Regions from separate parts of the Oryzias latipes genome. Here region 2 is linked to region 1. A link is a contact called in public Hi-C data. All regions are on one chromosome and are shown on one strand. The core of a region is the stretch at or near the end of the contact, and the rest is flanking DNA. Distances in the headings are between cores, read along the strand shown.

Region 1 (2,700 bases), core at 45-2,544:
TCCTGTTTCGTACAGTTCAGTTACCTTTTCCCGTAGATCTTTTCACAGCTCTTTAGCTTTCCCCATGACTCAGGATCCAGAAATGTCAGTGCAGCACTGGAGGACGGATGTAAAGGTCTGTTGGGAGTCCAGAGACTCAGACACCATTGTGCACAAACATTGATTGCCGAAAAACAAGTGACATGTGGGTACCTCTAGCTGCCGTTCAAACCCTTTCATATCAGCATGTGTACATGTTTTCAAAACAAAACCATCAGGGTATGTAAACTTTTTAACCAGGTCATTTGGGAAGTTTCTGTTGTCAACAGAATTTCTTTGACGATAAATAACTTCACCCAACCACTAACTATGAGTGGAAAAAAGTCTTTGTGTTATTATTCATGCTCTCTGAAAAGTGACCAAGAAATCATAATTTCTTCCAGGATGTGTAACCGTATCAGCACAACTGTATATTATATCCATTTAGGTAAAAGAATTGGACTGTATCGTATCACCACAAAGTTACTTGAATCAATTTGTGGACCATGTATCGAGATGCATATCTAATCAAGTGAGAGGGAAAGTTATGGTAGAAAATAGGTAATTGGTCAATAACAAAAGTTCAACTAAGTACTTTGTTATATACCCTTTGTTGGCAATGACATCAGTCAAACATTTTCTGTAAGTCTTCACAAGGTTTTCACAAACTGTGGCTGGTATTTTGGCCTATTCCCCCACTCAGATCTCCTCTAGAGCAGTGATGTTTTGGGACTGTCGCTGGGCAACACAGACTTTCAACTCCTTCCAAAGATTTTCTAGGAGGTTGAGATCTGGAGACTGGCTAGGCAACTCCAGGACCTTGAAATGCTTCTTATGAAGCCACTCATTTGTTTCGCCGTCAGTGTGTTTGGGATCGTTGTCATGCTTCAATGCCCTTGCTGATGGAAGGAGGTTTTCAGTCAAAATCTGACATTACGTGACCCCATTCATTCTTTCCTTTACACGGATCAGTCGTCCTGGTCCCTTTGCTGAAAAACAGCCCAAAAGCATGATGTTTCCAACCCCATGCTTTACAGTATTGGCATGGTGTTCTTTGGATGCAACTCAGCATTCTGAGAGACGAGTAGAGTTCTTACCAAAAAGTTCTATTTTGGTTTGAGAATTGGGACTTTCTCCCAATCCTCTTCTGAATCATCCAAATCACCTCTCTAGCAAACTTTAGACGGGCCTCCACATGGCTTTAGCAGGGGGGACACGTCTGGCTCTGCAGGGTTAAAGTTCCTGGCGGCTTAGTGTGTTACTGATGGTAGCCTTTGTTACTTTGGCACCAGCTCTCTGCAAGTCATTAACTGGGTCCCCTCCTGTGGTTCTTGGATTTTAGCTCACCATTCTTGTCATCATTTTGACCCCACGGGGTGAGATCTCGCGAGGTGGCCCGGATGGAGGGAGATTATCAGGTGTCTTGTTTGTCTTCCATTAATTAATATTTGCACCCACAGTTGATTTACCTATTGCAGATTCAGTCTTCCCAGCCTGGTGCAGGTCAACACTTTGGTTCTGGTGTCCTTTGACAGCTCTTTGGTCTTGGCCGTAGTGGAGTTTGGTGTGTGACTGTTTGAGGTTGTGGACAGGTCTCGTTTATATGGAGAACCAGTTCAAACGGGTTCATTTCATTTTCGAAGATCCTCCTACAGAAGAAGTTACAGGTCTGTGAACGCCAGAAATCTTGTTTGTTTTTAAGGTCCAGGACCAGATAGTTTTTATCCACCGTAATTTACAGATAAATTCTTTAAAAATCAGAAGAATAGTTGAGGTATACCTATGATGAAAATTACAGGTCTCACTCCTATTTTTAAGTGGGAGAACTTGCATAATTGGTGGCAGACTAAATACTTTTTTGCCCCACTGTATTTAATTTTTTTCTTCCAATGCTTAGCTTGCATAGCCTTATCTCACCCACATACCGTTGTTGAAGATGTACTTATAAAATATACAAGGACTTTCAGCAATGCAGAAAAAGCATTGTGGGCTGTTTATTTCATGCAAGTCATTTATGATTTAAAACCAACTCAAAATGTATAAACCCTAAAGGACCATGTTAGCCAGATCATTGTGGCTTTCTACACTGACAGAAGAAAAACTGCTCTTCTTTGTCAATTCAAGACAAAGTGCCTTTGCGCTACAGTTGTGAGTTATTTCGGCTTGCGCCCACAGGTAATTGTGTTCTCGCAACACGGATCCAACAAACACTCACTGCTAGTGAGCCGTTTGAGCTGCTTTTGCTCATGAACTTCACAGTGTGGATGTCAGCTCAGTGCCTCAGTGGGGAGAACTGCCTGTGTGTCAGAGGTAATTACTCTTCTAAAGGAAATACAGCTGCTGAATAAAACAAAAGCATAACGCTATTACATTCCCTCTTCTTTTGCAAGACATTCACTGCTGTAGATATAAAGCACAACATGCTCTGCAGCAATGACATGAATTATGCATCTAAAAATGATTTTATGTAAAGAAAATTCTGTTCTGCATTAAAATCTTAGTTCTTTCCATGTCCTATATAATTATTAAATTACCTCTGCCTTGTAAACAAGCTCATAGATTAAGTCTGAGCAATGTTTTCCAACCCAAGTAAATAAATCATTTCCAGGTAATCAATTTGTTAGAACTCCAACTTCAATTAGAGCTCTCTTCAAAGATGTACCTTCATTTCTAATTCAAAAA
Region 2 (2,700 bases), core at 28-2,527, 55 kb after region 1:
GAAAAACCCACCCAGTAGTTTTCTGGGTAATCCCGCAGATTCTGAAGACTCTGAGCCACCAACCTCCGGTCCTCTTCCCACTTCCTCTTGCAGAAAACTATCTCCAGGAAGTACCACATCCAGCCAATCACCGGCACATATGCCAGCTCCTGTTTGGCCAAAACCTTTGAGCTCTGAAAAGTATCAAGAAAAAACAAAAACAAGAAGGGTGGGTTAAGTGGTGTTTAAGTCGGCGAAGATCATTTCCTCATCTTTGTGCCATCTCACTCCCAGAACTCCAAAGCGTTCACAGAAGGTCCAGCCACACAGAAAGTCGATCTCAAAATTATGGTTGAGAAGAACAATCGCGTTCTCCTTTCCATACAGAGGATAGCTTTTTGGGTCGGTGTAAAGTGTGCATTCCGTGCCAGACCACCACTCCAGGACTGCAACTACCTCTGCGACACACAAATGCATTTTCATGAGAATTGTCACGTTGGTTATCTTATCATCTGGAAGGACAGATTCGGACAAAAAAAAGAGGACAGAATGTACTAGGATAAAAGAGACAGGGAGTACTCACGACTGGCGATGCAGTAGCCCAGCCGGATGTTGATCCTGCGAGCCAGCTGCTTGCTGACCAACCCCACGGGTAAAGTGCACACCTGAAGCAGGTTGATGAGGAGGCCGCTCACCAGAAACACATAGCCGATGATCAGGTGGCAGATGAACAGGGATTTCAGCGTGGACAGCAGCCCCATCCTCCAGGAAAGCCTAAAAAACACTACATTTACTCTAAAAGTAAACATGATTTTCTTGTTTACATACCAACTGTTGTGGGTCATCCTGGTATTTACTTGTCTAAAAAAAAATCCCTGACAAGTCTTTCTTGTTTGAATAAATGAAAGAAGCCTTTGAGCTGGGAGTCTGTAGTTACAGAGCTCTCCAAAGACCCATCCAGGCCAGAATACAGCTGAACATCAGTAAGAACCTTCTAGTGGTGTCATCCAGTGGTGTCAAACTGGACTCAAAAGTCAAATAATTCACTTTAATTTATTTTTATAGCACGTTTATGACAGTTGTACTTGACATTCAAATTTTAAGCAAACCATTGATATAAAACATGAAATATTACCGTTTCGGATGAGCAGCTATTCTTTCTCTGACGTTTTTAGACTCTCTCTGCACAGATTAATTCTATAAAAGAAACTTCCCCGCTTCGTCCTTTAGATTTTAGGTGTGATTCATTAAACGGTAAGAAGGTTCACCTCCTAGAAGAAACTTCCCGATGAGGAGCACCACGCCCTTCTACGAAGATCGTCTATTCATCTCAGGCTGTCCGCAGAGCGCCGCTCCCAAACCAAGTTACTGATGCCATCTGCTCGTTACATTTACAACAAATACATTAGTCACTAATATAAATGAGGGAAACCATAATAAAAATTAAAAAGGATAAAATAATATAATATGATTGGGGTTTGTCTTTTGCCGTAAAACGCGACAGAGTGAGTCAGCTTTCCACAATTAGCATTCTCTGTTTTACCCATGTTCAGCTGCAGGAAATGTTCATCTTTTGCAAGCTCAATGACTTTATCGCACTTATGAAACAAGATGTGAATCACGTATAAACTATAAAGGTAGAAAACAATTTAAATCTACAGGAAGAAATGCTATTAATTCAGTGTTTAGATCTAGTATTGTATGTCCTAAAACAAAGAAGTGGCTTCAAGTTTAGAAGGTTTTATTTGAAAATGTCATTTCTAACAACAACTTTTGATCTTAATGATCTATTATGCATGTTTACAACATTGGGTAAAATGTTTTGGTTAAAATATACCTCTTGGGATTTTGCCATTTTTTAATTCAAGTAGAATAAGTTGCACTTAATGTTTTACTTGCTGCTGCTGACATGTCAGAGGTGCATTTTTTTTAAATGCAATTATTATTATTATTTTTTTTATGTTCTGTGAACTTCTAATTTAGAGGCAAAAGAATAGAAGATAAGTTGAACGTGCAGAAAGTAGATAAAAAAAGGTGAGAAGACTGAAAAAAGATGGCTGCCCTTTGGCCGTGTGACCCAATGCAAAAAAACATTCTTTAGATTTTGACTTTAGACTACTTTATTAAAAAAAATTGAGATATTGAGCTTAACTTTGGCTATTATGTCTCACTAGGCTTGTTACAGCATAATTACTTTACTTTACTTTTATTATTTTTTACTTTAAGCATTATTTTGAATGAAAATCCAGTAAAATAAAAAATAAAAATGCAAATAAAGTAGAAAAGATTTTAAAGCAAGGTTATGCTTTATTATTCTTAAAATGACTGAAAACATGTCAATACGAATGAGTTGTGCTGTTTGCTATGTTTTTCTTCAGTCTAAGTTGGATTCTTGGAACATTAGAATTGAACTAAAAACATTTTAACTACAGCTTGAAGAACTGATAGAGAACAAGAAGAGTAGAAAAAAATCTCACAATGAATAATTACATAAAAATGCACAGGATGAAAGAATGAAGGATTATTATATTTTATGTCTTTTCTATGTAAAAAAATTGAATTATTTACCCCCAAAAGTGATATTTCATTCATATAGTTTAATAAACTTCATTTTTTCTCCATTTCTCTCAGCCACAACATTGCCTTAATGAATAGCTCCCTCTGCTGGTCGCAACATGTAGACTCATAAATAAAACCAGTGATGAAACATAAAACGTCGCC

What was found. Hi-C and Micro-C count contacts between places; a contact is called where the count stands out from the background.
Region 2: a contact with region 1 is called in a Hi-C map of gastrula embryo, with 1.8 times the contacts expected there. The contact joins the promoter of agpat4 here to the enhancer-like site in region 1. A contact is called at or near these places in 4 of 5 Hi-C or Micro-C datasets (embryo and gastrula embryo).

What each region holds. Positions count from the first base shown.
Region 1 is chr15:25,263,602-25,266,301 of ASM223467v1, forward strand. No RefSeq gene overlaps it. Among protein-coding and RNA genes, the nearest start is that of slc35f3, 11 kb to the left of the region's middle. Within about 2 kb of position 1,295, at least 1 of the 8 cell types and tissues checked has an H3K27ac peak or open chromatin away from gene starts, as enhancers often do. A contact at or near this core is called in gastrula embryo, where this site is marked.
Region 2 is chr15:25,318,211-25,320,910 of ASM223467v1, forward strand. agpat4 (1-acyl-sn-glycerol-3-phosphate acyltransferase delta) reads right to left here and starts at 1,278. Exons shown (of 10, transcript XM_023963609.1): 1 at 1,115-1,278; 2 at 563-753; 3 at 268-437; 4 at 12-173. The coding sequence starts at 740.